Regions from separate parts of the Ovis aries genome. Here region 2 is linked to region 1. Evidence: chromatin contacts called from public Hi-C data. All regions are on one chromosome and are shown on one strand. The core of a region is the stretch at or near the end of the contact, and the rest is flanking DNA. Distances in the headings are between cores, read along the strand shown. Region 1 holds the start of ATP6V0E1 (ATPase H+ transporting V0 subunit e1). Region 2 holds the start of STC2 (stanniocalcin 2).

Region 1 (7,232 bases), core at 3,131-5,630:
ATCCCTCAGATTTGTCGTCATCTTGCTCATACCGCCCCTGCACCTGCAGTCACCAACTGAGAAGGATTAGTTCTTTGTTTTTTGGCTGCTCTGGGTCTTAATTGCAGTATGCGGGACCTAGTTCCCTGACCAGGGATCGAACCTGGGTAGCTTGCATTGGGAACATGGAGTCTCAGCCACTGGAACACCAAGGAAGTCCTTAACACCTTTAAGCCACGCCCATCATCTGTAAGAACGATTTCCAAATATGGCATCTCCACACCCCACAGAATACGCGAGACTATCTCCTCGAAGGCAAGGAGCAAACCAATATGGCATCTCCACACCCCACAGAATACGTGAGACTATCTCCTCGAAGGCAAGGAGCAAACATCACAACTCCTATATGTGATGACGTTTAACTTATCCTTTAGAAATTCTGTGTGTGCCTGTGTGCGTGTGTGTGTGTATACATACATATACACACACATATATATTTTCCCCCCTTTTGGTTAATATATTGGCTTGTCCATTCACTCATTCAACAGACTCAGGGTCCTGCATGTACCAGGCTCTGGAGAGAGAGGAGAAAATAAAAGGGATGACGTTTAGCAACAAAAAGGCTCCTGGTGAGAGGGTATCAGGTTCAAAGAGGACAGAGGCCTGTGTGACTGAGCACAGCAAGGAGAGCCTGGCAGAAGTGAGGTCAGAGGTACCTTACAGCCTCTGAAAGGAAAAGGGAAGCTATTTGGGAGGGATTTGAGGAAAGGACTGACAAAATGGGGCTTCCCTGGTGGCTCAGATGGTACAGAATCTGCCTGCAATGCAGGAGACTTGGGTTTGATCCCTGGATTGGAAAGATCCCCTGGAGAAGGGAATGGCAACCCACTGCAGTATTCTTGCCTAGAGAATTCCATGGACAAAGGAGCCTGGTGGGCTACAGTCCACGGGGTTGCAAAGAGTCAGATCCAACCAAACAGCTAACAACACTGACAAAATCTGATCCAAACTGTAATAGGATCTCTCTGCAGGGTGAAAACAGACTTGGGAAGAGGAAGCCAGGGGAAAAGCAGAAAAACCAGTTAGAGGAGAGTTGCGCTAATGGACCAGCCTGGTAGCAGTATGGGTTGTGAGAACTGGTCAGACTCTAGATACATCCTGAAGGCACATTCTGCAGCAAAATATGTACCTCATACATTAAGCTTATAATATAATGCATACATAAATAGGCATTAAGGTTGCACTACCGAATTTTAATGGTTTCATAATAAAAATGTTTGAAGGTCTATAAAATCAAGTTCAGCTTCTCACTTGTCATCAGTTCGCTCCATTCCTCCTTCTCACCCCTCTACCTTCAAACAGCATTTCACTCCTGAACGTGGGTGCCCTAGTGTCCCCAAAAGCATTATGTTTGTTTATCCTCCATCCCAAGCTCCGGTTCATCTCCTTTCATTCCCCTGCCTCAACCCAGAATCCCTCCCTCCATCTTCCTCTTCCCCAAAAGACCACCTCAGAGAATGGGAACAGCTGAGGCCCCTTTGTACTATTCATTGGACATTGGAGAGCAAAAGGTCCCTCGGGGGAATTCCCTGCTGGTCCAGTGATTAGGACTCCGAGTGCCCAATGTGCTGGGGAACTAAGATCTTGCAAGCTCAGAGGTGTGCCATGGCCAAAACGCACAAAAATATCAGCTCCTGATGTGCTTTTTTTCTGAGTTATGGTCTGCTTAAGTGTTTAGGGGTAAAGTGTCACAACCACTGCAACGTGTGCTCAAATGGTTCAGCAAAATTATGTATGTATGTATGCACACCCGGATTCAGAGACAAAATATAAAGCAGATATGAGTGTTAACATTATTGAATCTAGGTGGTGTTACATAACACTTACACTGCTCTCTTCTTCTGTATGTTTACCAGTGTTATGTCTGAGAAAACTGGAGCCGTGAACCCTTGGCACACTAATCCCCGTGCTCTGTCGCCACCCCTCCCACCCTGCACCACCTGAAGTTTTTAGAGAATCTCTGGATTCCTAGAGGACAGTGGGAAATCATAAAGAATAGGAATGGTTAGGAACCAGCATTCCAGGTACAGACTTCGTTGTATTCCGCCCTTTTTCAGGTGCAGAAAAGATGACAGTAAGGGGCTTGCTGTAGGTTACACACAGACTCAGAAGACCTTTTTCCCTTTCGCCCCCGTTTTCCCCCCATTTCTCGAGGTCCTGAAATCCTCCTAATGACCCAAGCTTCTGCATTTTGACATGCAGGGATCTCAGAGAAGAAAATTTAACAGCAAAAACTCCTTTCTCTCCTTCTCACACAGCACCTTTACTCATCTCCTTAATGAAGATGTTTTCAATTCTTCAAATCAGAAATGCTCTTCTGCATTAAAAATTCACCATACTCCTTGAAGCAATTCAGCCCCTCCGTTTAAAAAAAAAAAAAATTATCTGCAGTCTTTTCAGGAGGTAAATGAGAACCAATAATAATTTAGTACTAACATTTCCTTTACAGTGAGGAAATAGGAACATGGAAAAGTTAAATTATCCAAGGTCATAGGGATCATCCAACTGGGAGCAGTGTTTCTCAAAGTGTACTACAGTAACTCCTAGGAGACACCTTGTGTTTTAAGACCTGTCCGATCCTGCCAAGAGCAGGAAATAACAAGGGCTGGGGTGGAGGCTATGAATTAAATCCAGATAACATATTACTAGCAGGTCAAACCTGAATCGTAACACTAGGACTACAAGCTGAGTAGCCCATGGACCACAGAAGGCACTTCATTACTCTGGGTAAGAGCAATGGCATCAAGGCCCAAGGCTGGGCACAGTGGGTCCCAAACGGGGAGCTTCAAGAAAGAAGTGGTCAGCGCTACCAGCACATTAATAAATGCTTTCTGAGCATGGAGGCTGGAAAGACAGTGGGTAAGGGAAGAGCTGAACACAGAATCACAACAAAAGAGCACTTTGTTGTTCCCTAACTCTAGCAGGAGAAACAAGTCCAAGGAATTAAATCTGGTTAGCACAAATTGTTCTAATAACCTGAGAATTCTCATCTATTACAGGCTGGAAAGATGACCCTACATAACTGATGCCATCTGAGGAGGGGAGAAGAGGGGAGCAGAATGGGTGGACCTCATGCCACCAGATGATAAATTCACCTACAGTTTTTACTTTTTAAACAAATTATGATTTACTTGTAAGCTAAATGAAAGGAACGGGTCTAACACAAGTTTATTCCAGACAGTAAAAGCGGCTCAGGGCACAAACTATTAAGTAAGAGCATTTTCTTTCCTTTAATAAAGGCAACAGATCACTCAACAACCCTTCAAGCCTATGCATGTAGAGCACTGTGAAGTCACCAATTAGTTCCAAAGAATAAAACAAGAGATGGTGTTCCCCAAAATCTGTGATTCATAATAAGCTTCACCCCACATGATCTTGCCGCTGAGAAAAAATGACTAAAAGGCAAAGAGGAACCAGAAAGAGGGTTTCCAAAGCTCCTTTGAAGATAAGACTATTTCATACCATAATAAAAAAAAAGTTTACTTACAAAACAGATAAAGCTCTATTTCACAAAGAAGCCGGGGGAGCGGGGGGGGGGGGGAGTCTTTCTTAACCAATCATTCTAAGAGCTTGTTATACACAAGTGCGGGAGCGCCCTTCGAAAGGTATGACGCAGGGGTTTCTTAACAATACCTCCTGCGCTTTGGTCATTAACCTCGCTCCAGATCAAGCCCCAACTCGCTCCTGGCGCCCACTAGATGCAAGGCCTGGGCTCAGCGCTGCGGCACAAGGGTGTGCTGTGCAACTGCGACAGCCTGTGAGGCAGAGAGGTCAATTTCTGTTTTATTTATTTGATCCGTCCCTTTAAAGTGTAGGCAAACGAGGCCTCATTTGGGTAGACAGCGGGGCTAGGGCGACAGCCGTCTTGGTGACGAGCCCCAACTTCTCCTCGAGGAGGGATACGTCCATTTCCGACGGCACCCTCCCCACACAGGGACGTGAGGAGAAAAAATTCCCTCAAAGCCACCGGAGGCCACCCTCCTCAGTTCGGGCTAGGAGACACTGAGGCTGCCGCGACAAGGAAGTCGGGGGGCTGCCGAGGGGTGGGGGGCCGAGGCCTGACTGCAGGGCGGGATCACCCGGGCAAGGTCTCCGACCGGCGCCGTCGCCCCTTTCCCCGCCCGGCCCGGCGGGTTCTCACCGCGCTTCCCTCCGCAGGCAGGCCTGGCGCACTTACCCCCGGTTGGGACCCTTAGGGATGAACCAGGGCACCAGGAAGCCGACGATGCCCCAGAACACGCTCATCACGATGAGAGGGACCGTGAGGCCGGTATACGCCATGGTTGCTGCGGGAAGCGCCAGCCCCGGGCCCGCCGCCGCACTCGGGTCCCACCCGGAAGTGTCAACCCCGGCCGCGGGACCTGCGCGCGCAAAGGCCCGCCCCCCGCGTCCCCACGTGACCGCGCGCGGGACTCCGCCCCGTCCTCCGCTGGGAGACCGCCCGGCTGTTGCTGTGTAAAACACTCTGGAGCCCCAGAGCTAGAGATGTGTCGTCAGGGGCTCAGCAAAGTTTTCAGATAAGAAGGTGACCCTTATAAGAAAAGTGTAATTATTTACAGCCTTATCTTCTTATGCAACAAGCATATATAGAGAACTTCATCGTAAGTTTCTGTTCAGAATTCTGTGTGGTAGCCACTGGGTCATGAGCTTTAAGTGCTTGAGTTTCGTTTTGAACACCTCACGACAGCCTATGACGCCGTTTAATTATTATCCCCACTTTGCAGGTGAAGAAACTGAGGCCCAGGAAGGAGGTTAAGGATCTTGCTCAGGGTCATATAGCTAAGTAGCAAAACCAAGATTCAACCTTTGTTGGTGTGATTTTCAAGGCCAGTGCTCTTAACTGCTGCCGTACTGAATGACGTGGACTGTGCCAGGTTTGGAGGCTTACAGGAATCAGACACACCTACCCACAGGGAGTTCACAGGCTGGTGAAAACACGGACTTTGAGCAGGCCACTGAATGCAGTGTGAAGGTAGGTTGGACCACCGTGCATGACTTTTCCACCCCAAGCCAGTCTTGAGCTGAGCCTTGAAAGAGGAGTAGGGATTAGCCAGGGTAGTAAGAAGAAGGTAACAAGGAATTTCTGATGCTTGCCAAGGATTTGCACACATGTTCAGTGTATGTGGGGCTTCCCTGGTGGCTCAGAGGTTAAAGCATCTGCCTACAATGCTAGAGACCTGGGTTCAATCCCTGGGTCGGGAAGATTCCCTGGAGAAGGAAATGGCAACCCACTCCAGTATTCTTGCCCGGAGAATCCCATGGACAGAGGAGCCTGGTGGGCTACAGTCCACAGGTGGCAGAGTCGGACACGACTGAGCGACTTCACTTTCACTTTCAGTGTATGTGACAACCTTGTAACAGGAAGAACGTAATTCTCAGAGAAGTTGATGGAGCTTTCAGGCAAAAGCAAAATGGAAAGCAAATCTAAACCAACCCAGTGTGCTTTACCCTGGACCATGATTTCCCTGTGATAGTCACGTTTCCCTCCCTTGAATTACCTCCTGGTTTCCTTCCTCATTCAACTAGAATGAATTCTTGGATTAAAGGGGAAGTTGGACCAAAGATCTGTGACATCTCTTCAAACATGATTTCAAACCTTTACCTGAAGGACCAGGTAGGAAACTAGTTGGTCTCCTGTGTGCTCATCCTGCCCCTTCCCAACAACTCGGTCTCAGCAGAAATTCTGTTGTTCTTAAGTTCCATTCCAGGCACCACCTTCACAAGACCTATTTCATTCTGTTAATGCATGTCTTGTGGCCTTGTACTTGTTTGTGTGTATAAATCAACCAACCCTTTAGTAGAGGGCAAACTCCTTGAGAATGGGCGCTGTTTACCAGATCTGTCTGTCTTAGAAGCATTTGATGCCTAGAATGTGCTCAATAAATATTTATACAACTGCAATGAATAGTTAAAAAAGGGTGACATCAGCCAGAACTAAATTAGAGAAAAAAGCTTGGTCTTTCTTCCCATTTCTTTTTTTAAAAGCTTATTTCTCATTGTGGCATACAAATATACGTAACATGAAACATACCTTCTTAACCATTGTTAAGTGTACAGTCCGGTAGTGTTAAGTATCTTCACATGGTTGTGCACCAGATCTCCAGAACTATTTTATACCCACTAAACAAGTCCCCATTCTTCCCTTCCCTGGTTGCTGGCAAGCACCCTTCTACTTAATTGTTTCTGTAAGTTTGACTACTCAAGATACCTGATGTAAGTAAAATCATAGAACATTCGTCTTTTTGTGACTGGCTTATGTATCACTGAGCATAATGTCCTTGAGATTCATCCATGTGGTACCACATATCAGAATTTCCATCCTTCTTAAGGCTGAATAATATTCCACTGTATGTACATACCACATTTTGTTTTTCCATTCATCCGTGATTGGATAGTTGGGTTGCTTCCACTTTTTCGGCTATTGTAAAAAATTTCCCCCTCTCTTAGATTAGTGCAGTATTCTCTTTTAAGTTGATCTTGGTAAGTCTACCTTTTGCTTTGCCTTCTTAGCAGCCTCTCTGAGAAGCAGATGTCAGGAGCACAGGCATGTAGCTATTCAGACACTGGTTCTGTTCAGACACTGGGCTGAACTCTGTTTCAGCCGCTGTGAAAGAGAAAACACTTTAATCTGGGTTTATATATATGTGGGCTAGTATTGGCCAATAGCTCCCTCTATCAGTCAGTCTGTCAAAAACCTTTTATCACACATTCCAAGTGAAAGCTGTGGAGAAGGCCGAGCTAGGGTTCAGAGACCCTCCAGATGAAGAAATATTCTCTGGTTTCAGGTCTCCTGCAAGAAAAAAAATGAGACTTTGGGCAGCACGGTCCCAGGACTGCTGGAGAGTCCTAGAGACTCTCCCAGTGGGTCGGCCAGGTCCTCTCTTTTCTAACCACCAATCTAGGTGACGCTGAATTTGACACTGACTTTTCTTCTTTGCTTCACCAAGAACACCATTGCAACAGGTTGATTGCAGAAGCATTATAAGAATGCATTTGTTTTCTACTAAGCCGGACATAAAGGAACTGTGCACAATGTCACTCTTCTGGCTACTTTTTTTGGTTTTGTTTTGGAAAAGGTAGTTATTTTCTATAAAAACATTAACATGTTTTGGGTTTATTATTTTTTAAATGAATTAAAATCTTACAGTGTTAATGTCTAACATGGTGAATTATTTTGATAGATGTAATCCACA
Region 2 (7,155 bases), core at 4,005-6,504, 270 kb before region 1:
ATAATATAATCCCAAGGATGATAAAATGAAAAGTGCTTCAAGATATAAGAAAAATCAGATTCCACAAAGTCTTAGATTTATAAATGGCCCCAATGGTCCTACATGGTACATTCAAGATAGAATGGGTTTTATTCTGTTTTTGTTTAAAAAGTAAATGTTCTCTTTGATCTTTGCAAGATTCATTTTAAAAAGAACCAAAATTATGAAATATTAACCTTTACAAATATTTAGAACTCCTCAGAAAAAAAAAAAAAACTCTAAAATGAAAATTTAGTTCCATGGACCCTGATGGCATACTGCTGGTTTAATCATATTAACAGATTTGATCATTTCATGAAGATTTTCAAAATCTGGCTCCCTGGAAAATTGCCCCCACACACACAGACACAATAAAACAACAACTCTTCCTTTACTCACAGTTCTCCGACCAAACCCATCAGAGAGAAAGCGCCACAGTGCTCCAAGGCCAGAGGGGCTCCCCTCCGGACCCAGGAGCACTCCTCGTGAGATCCGGCAGATCCTGGGACACTTCCTCCTGGAGTTTTGTCTCTGCACACAGTGAGGAGGCAAAACTCATGACCCGAGGAAAACAGAGATGCCAAGTGGAATACTATGCAGGCTTCAGAGCAAGGCACAAACAAAACTCAGACCATGATCGGATGCCTGGCGATTACGGCTTTTGATTCTTTACAGTGAGGAGACAGTGTTATTATTCTCTTGGGTCTTTTAAAAATTCTCATTCATCTTTTGTGTTTCCAATCAGTCCACAACTATGGTTTGACGATTAATCTACAACATAGAGGAAATGTGCAATTCACAAAAGTGGTGTACTCCAAACCTTTGGGAGTTGGTTATTTTGGGAACTCAGGATAGTTCTTCCTCCAACAAGCAATACTATAAATGATGGTGAGGTTTCCAGAGCAGCCCCACAAAAGTCTTCTTAATTCATAATGTTATTGAGGCCCTGGACTTTTGCTGTAACGCCAATATACAGCCTCAAAGATGGATGATACAGTCTCCCTTCTCTTGAATTCCATTTAATGAAACAACCCGTTCAATGAAGGAAAACAAAGGGAAAGATAGAGACTTTTTAGGGAGAGACCTCTCCTTATTTTGGAGGCTGGTAGCAGCATCTTATTGTTATTTTGTCTGGCCAGTTTCACGTGGACAACTTCTTTTGCCATTTTCCCTCACAGAGATGTGACTCAAAGGGGCCATGATAGAACAGATATGAGGCTCACATCAAAGCATGGGGAGGAAAAGCAAAAAGTTTGAATGAGATTTCCTTGATGGGGTGATTAAAGCATGTGGTTGCAAGGAGGAGACTGTCTAAATCTGTATTAACTTACTTGCTAAGGAAATTGAGGAGAAGGTGGAAGACCCGGTGTCCGTGTCTTTGAGCCTGGAAGAGAGGAGAGTCCACTATTTGGACAAGCAGTTCCCTCTCTGACCATAAGGTGGTGCCATCAGTCCAGACAGTCGGGTGCCCAAGGGGGCGTGGCTTGCAGGAGGAGGAGCTCTACACGTGGAAGCCACGTTTTCCACTCTGGCTTTGGAACCAGCCACCAAGTATTAACATCAACCTACACAACACTGCCTCATCATTCAACAACTTCCCATCCTCCAAGGCACCACCTGCTCATACGCAAGTAAGAACATCCTTCTAGGCATAGCAATCCACATCAAGATTCCAACTAATTACTTACCATTCCTCTCATCCATCCCTTCCTTCAGTGTCAGCTTTGGGCCGCTGACCTTTTCCTAACTCCAAAAGGGAATCTAGTCTAAGAGCGTCCTGGAGTTTCAACCTTAAACCCCACCAGGATGAGATAACAAAATCTTCTCTGGTGAGCACAGATTTATTCACAAAGGCCCTGCAACCAGGCCCCAAACGTCCTTGACAGCTTTATCTTGCATTTGAATACCAAACTGGGCAACTCCTATTCCTTATATGAAATGCACCACGTCCTCTCTGTTCATTTACCCCTGATGGTCTTCCCTCCTATGATACCCTCTGTTCCTTTTCTGCTTGTCAGTATCCTCTCCCCTTTCAAACTTAAACCCGAATTAACACCCTCACTGTTTGGTTTTAATTGGTGAATTAGAGTGAGAAAGGAAAACTTGGGTTCCATGCATTAACCACAGAAGCCCCCAGATGTCACGAAGGGAGCCTGCCTCATCCTTCCCACTGCCAGTTGGGCCTTAAACTGAGAAGGAGGGCCCATCCAGCCAAGAACACTTGCTGAGTCTCAGGGCAATACCAGCTGGACTGTCCTTACATCTCCAAAGGCTCAGTTCCCACCGAGTGAGAGACCAAATCTGCAAGCACAATGCATGGTCCATTGTCTGTCCCCCATTCATGTTTCCTTTACAGTAATAATATCATTATTACTGCCCCTTACCTACTCCCTATTGTCACCAGCCACAGGCTGCCAAACCAGGCCTGGGTTATAAGGCTAGAAGGAGAAAGGGAAGATCACAGCACAGTCACCAGCCTGAGCTCTTCTCCCTACTCTGACCCCAGGCCCGTGGCCTCGACTGGTAATCCCAGTACACTGCCTCCTGCTTCTGCAGAATTTTCTCAGCCCTGATGGGACAGACTGGGATGGGCATTCTTCTCTGGATGTCTGGCTCTGGCCAAGTAGTCTGAATATAAAACTCTTAAGAACTGGTAACTGCACTTGATATACCTCAAATCCAACTACCGCTTTTTTTTTTTTTTTTTTAGTTCTAAAAGGGGCAGGTGGCTCAGGTAGGAGACACGAATGTCCCCTGTGAAACTGGAGCAAATAGCATCAAGATGAATTTTTCTATTATGCAGGTCCTCTGAGGGCAGTCCCAGGGCCTTGTGGTGGCAAAAGGCTGTGCCCCAGCTCTGGGAGGCAGGAGCCCAGAGACCTGCATCTGCCTGACCCCTGCTCCAGGTGGTGGCCCAGCCTTCTAACAAGAAGACTCAGACTGTCTACATCCCACAAAGGTGGGCTTGCTCCCACCCACTAGACCTCTCCTGTTTGTGTTGCTCAAAGAGCCAAGAGACCAGATGCCCTTTTTAATGCCAGTATTACTCATGTTCTCACCTACAAAAGAGGCTCTCCGAGGAAAGAAAGCCTACCCAGGAAATTCAGAGGCTTATGGACTTCGTGGGAGGCCAGACTGCGGTTGTTTTTTTGTTATGTTTTGTCTCTTAAGAATCTACAGGAGATAGTGTTTCATAAACTAATAAAGGAAATAAATACCCAAACAAAAACAGAGTGGGGAGTGCGCACCATCTATTATTAATATAATGGACTTGTACCCCACCTCCTTCCCCCAAAAACTCTTGAGGGAAGATGTAATTGTTATGGGAATCATGGGCATGAGTGGTCAGTTTTTTGTCACGATGCAGACTCAGACCTTCAAAGTGACCCTTTCTTGGGGTTCTGAAATCGGGTGGGGACGGTGGACAGCAGCTAGCCCCCAGGCGCTGCAACCCCTTGAAGGGCCTACTCGAAGGTGCCTTTCCCACCGGTCCTATCATTCCTCCCACCTCTGGGCCGCTGGACGCTGGACAGCCGCAGCCACTGGTCCCACCCTGCCCGCATCCCCGTTCCTAACGCCCTCCTGCATCCGGCATCCGGGACCTTGGGAGGGGAGCTTGGGAAGTCGAACGGCTGAAGAGGACGACCTGGCCCCGGCGTCTCCGCACCCCTTCCCCCAACCGTGTCAAAAGGCTGCCCCAACGAGGCGCTCGGTGCGCCCCGCCGCGGAGACCCAGAGCCGCGTCGCCGCGGGCAGCGGGTGATGAAACCTCCGGGGCGCATTACCGCAGAGGGCTCGGGCTGGGAGCGGGGCGGGGGCGGGGGTTGGAGCTGGTACCCAAGCTCACCTGTTCTCCTGCAGGAGGGTGGAGACGGCGGGGGAGGGGCGAAAGCGCGTCACCCGGGGTGAGCGGCGCAGCGCTCGCGTCCCCGCCCTCCCCCTGCCCTACGAGCCCCCGGCGCTGCGCCGTCGGACTGACGGTGCCCGGAGCAGTTCCTGTCCCCGGCCTCGGCGCGGGGGAGACGTGAGCGTGCACACGTACACACACAGCGGGGGAAGAGGCGCTCCCAGCGGCGCCCAACTTTCTCCCTGCTTCCGCAAGCCGTGGGGGAGAAAGCAGTCGAGGGCAACCCAGCCCCGGCTGTGCTTGGGGAGGGAGCTTGAACAAGAAAGCAGAAGAGATGGAGAGAATTTCCTCGGGTTCTGCTTTCAGGCTTTGGGGATTTTTTTTTTTTTTTTTTTTGACCTTTTCCATCCGATGAATGAAGAGTAAAAGGAACACAGAACGCGGCGGCGAGTAGCGCTTTGGGAAAATGGAAGAGTGTGTTTGGAGACGCGTAAAGTTGCCTTTCAAGCTCCAGCCTCTGGGGCACGCGATGCTCCGCCGCGGGCTGACTCAGGGCTGCCCGGGCCTCCCTGCCACCCGCCTGTAAATGATGCAAGTCCAGTCTCTCACCTGGATCCCTGCAGCCCAGCCCAGAATCCGTCTGGACTGAGGGAGGGGCAAGAATCTGACACTTAAGGTGTGGCAAGGCCCACCACAGCGGGGCGAAAAGAGGAAGATAGGGCAGCCGCTCAGGCAGAGTCCTGTATAGCGCTTCTGCTCCTATCCTAAAATAGTTTGGAGGATTTTTTGTTTTTAATGCAAAACATCACACCGCCAGGAATTCCCATCTGTGCCCAGCTTGCCCCCAGCACCACTGTGTCCAGAAAACTTCTCCAATCTGTCAAGGCCTCGGGGCTAGGAATCTCAACTAAATTACAAAAGGCAGAAAGAGGAAACTTTCCCAGCCCGTTGCGGGTGTGAAGCGAGCCAGGAGCCCGAGGGGGTTGGGGGGGGGTGGGTGCGGGGAACGCTGTCCCAGCGCAGACCATCCCCTCTCGCCTTTCTTTAGCTGCAACCGGAGCTGGGATTCGCTTTTAGTTAAGTCCGTTCGGCCATTGCCTTGGAGCACCCGCACACGCGCATGTATCTCCGGCCGCGCTCTCACACACTCACACATGCACGCAAACGCGTGGCCGTCGCCAGGTCGGCAACTTTGTCGGGCGCTCCCAGCGGCGCTCGGCTTCCTCCTGTAGTAGTTGGGCGCAGGCCCCGCCTCCCGGCCGTGTTGTCAAACGGGCGGGGGTCTCGGATTGGTCCAGCCGCCGGGACAACACCTGCTCGACTCCTTCATTCAAGTGACACCAGAGCTTCCAGGGATATTTGAGGCACCGTCCCTGCGATTGCCCGGCACTCGCGGCGCTGCTAAAGGCCTGGTCACATGCTCTCCGGAGAGCTACGGGAGGGCGCTGGGTAACCTCTATCAGAGCCGCGGCCGCGAGGAGGGAAAAGGCGAGCCGGGAGGAAGAGTGGGAGGAGGAGGGGAAGCGGCGGAGGAGGAGGAAGAGGCGGAGGGGAGCACAAAGAATCCAGGTCTCCGGGCTGGAGGTTTACACCAAGAACCATGTGTGCCGAGCGGCTGGGCCAGTTCGTGACCCTGGCTTTGGTGCTGGTTACCTTCGATCCAGCTCGAGGGACCGACGCCACCAACACCCCCGAAGGTCCCCAAGACAGGGGCTCCCAGCAGAAAGGCCGTCTGTCCTTGCAGAACACAGGTAAGTGCGTGCGCCCCCGCGGCGGGGAGCTGCGGGGAGAAGACATACCGCACCCACGCAGCGCGCCCCGGGCGCTTCGCCCAGAACTGGGCGCCCACCCTGGGCTGTGCAAACTCTTGGGGTGGAGCGGGGCGTGAAGAGGAAAGTGCGCGGCAGAGCAAGGTCCACACCGGGCTCCGCGAGCCCGGAATCCGCACGTGCTGGCCGGGTGATGAGATGGCTGGGGCAGGACTTGTTGCTGTCCTCCGGGGGTCGAGGGTAAAGGAAGCACCGCATGACGCGGCCAGGGTCGGCTCCAGCGTCCCCGGACGGGTTCAAACCTCCCTGCTCCATCCTAACCGGCTTGCAGGAGGCACGGAGCGTCCCCGCTACCGGGCTGCGCCCTGAACCGAAGAACTTCTCTACCCAGCCGGCGGGACTACTTCTCCCCCTCCTCAAAAGATGCCCGACATCCAAGAACTTTGTAGGCGAGACAAATTGCATGGCGAACTTTCCCCCTTGTGGGGCATTCCTTTCGGAACGGGCAGGGGCGGGTGGAGTAAAGCGTACCTCTGCGGTGCCGCCTCCGTCCCCGGCTCCAGAGCAGGTCAGCAAGAGAAGAAATGGTGACACGGCCCGAACCGTGCGCCGCAGCTGCTCGACCTGCTCTCCGTTTACCCGCGAGCTGCCAAGCACGACCAGGCGTGCAGGGCACGGGGCTGGCCCTTTTCCCAGCCCCCGGGAGAGGAAGAAAATCTGCCTAGCGCTTCTGCGCTCTTCACGGCCCTCCCTTTATTAAGGGGGCCTGCGAACCCGGCGGTGCCGTGCGTGCGTTCACCGCACGAGCAGGAATGCACGAGTGCCCATTAGGGGCGCCGGGAGCGAGTGAACCGCGGCCCTGCGCGCTCCGGGCCGGCGCGCCGGGGCCGCGCATGGGACCGTCCGGGAGTCTCCCATCTCCACAGGCGGATGCCAGCACCCCCAGCTCGCTCCCCGCTCGTCCTAGGAATCTCACCCACCTTTCCCCTCCCAGAGATTTCCCTGAGAATCAAACGTGATTTTCGCTAGTTGGTGACTCTCAGCAAATACACGCCCCTCATTCTCTCGGCAAATTTAATCTGAATGCGGATTATCTCCTCCGACCCGCCCTTCTTCCAAAATATACTCTTCTGGTGTAATTTTGTGGTTGGTTTAAGTCAGGGAATTGGGGGGGGGGGGGGAAGGGAGAGAGGCTGTGCAGCCTGACAGTTAACTCCCTCTCAGCCTGTCCTTTCAGAGACTCGAATTGGGGCCACATTCTGCGAAGGAGGGCAGCGGACACCCGGGTCGCGAGAAGTCTAGGGTATTAAGCGACATCTCACCCCAGATCTCTATTAAAAAGGAACCTCGACCTGCCAAGGTTGCGTTTCTGCAGACTAACCCCTATCTGACTCGACTCCTGAGCCTGCTTGCAAGCAAACCGCAGTTTCCCTAGCCTGGTATTTTTAATGCGAATGGTTTGGAGGCGCTGCCTTAATAGGAATTTTGTTTTGATTTTTAGGTGTTGAATCATAAAGCTAA

The links. A called contact is a pair of places that touch in the nucleus more often than the background predicts.
Region 2: a Hi-C map of hypothalamus shows a contact between it and region 1, with 3 times the contacts expected there. The contact joins the promoter of STC2 here to the promoter of ATP6V0E1 in region 1. A contact is called at or near these places in 3 of 16 Hi-C or Micro-C datasets (hypothalamus, muscle and tail adipose tissue).

Annotation. Positions count from the first base shown.
Region 1 is chr16:4,900,205-4,907,436 of ARS-UI_Ramb_v3.0, reverse strand. ATP6V0E1 (ATPase H+ transporting V0 subunit e1) reads right to left here and starts at 4,380. Exons shown (of 4, transcript XM_004016871.4): 1 at 4,217-4,380. The coding sequence starts at 4,320. It overlaps LOC132657908 (a long non-coding RNA gene), which reads left to right and starts at 4,461. Exons shown (of 2, transcript XR_009596708.1): 1 at 4,461-4,640; 2 at 4,764-7,199.
Region 2 is chr16:5,170,287-5,177,441 of ARS-UI_Ramb_v3.0, reverse strand. It overlaps STC2 (stanniocalcin 2), which reads left to right and starts at 5,254. Exons shown (of 4, transcript XM_027979996.2): 1 at 5,254-5,616. The coding sequence starts at 5,466. It overlaps LOC121816790 (a long non-coding RNA gene), which reads right to left and starts at 3,899. Exons shown (of 5, transcript XR_006056482.2): 1 at 3,866-3,899.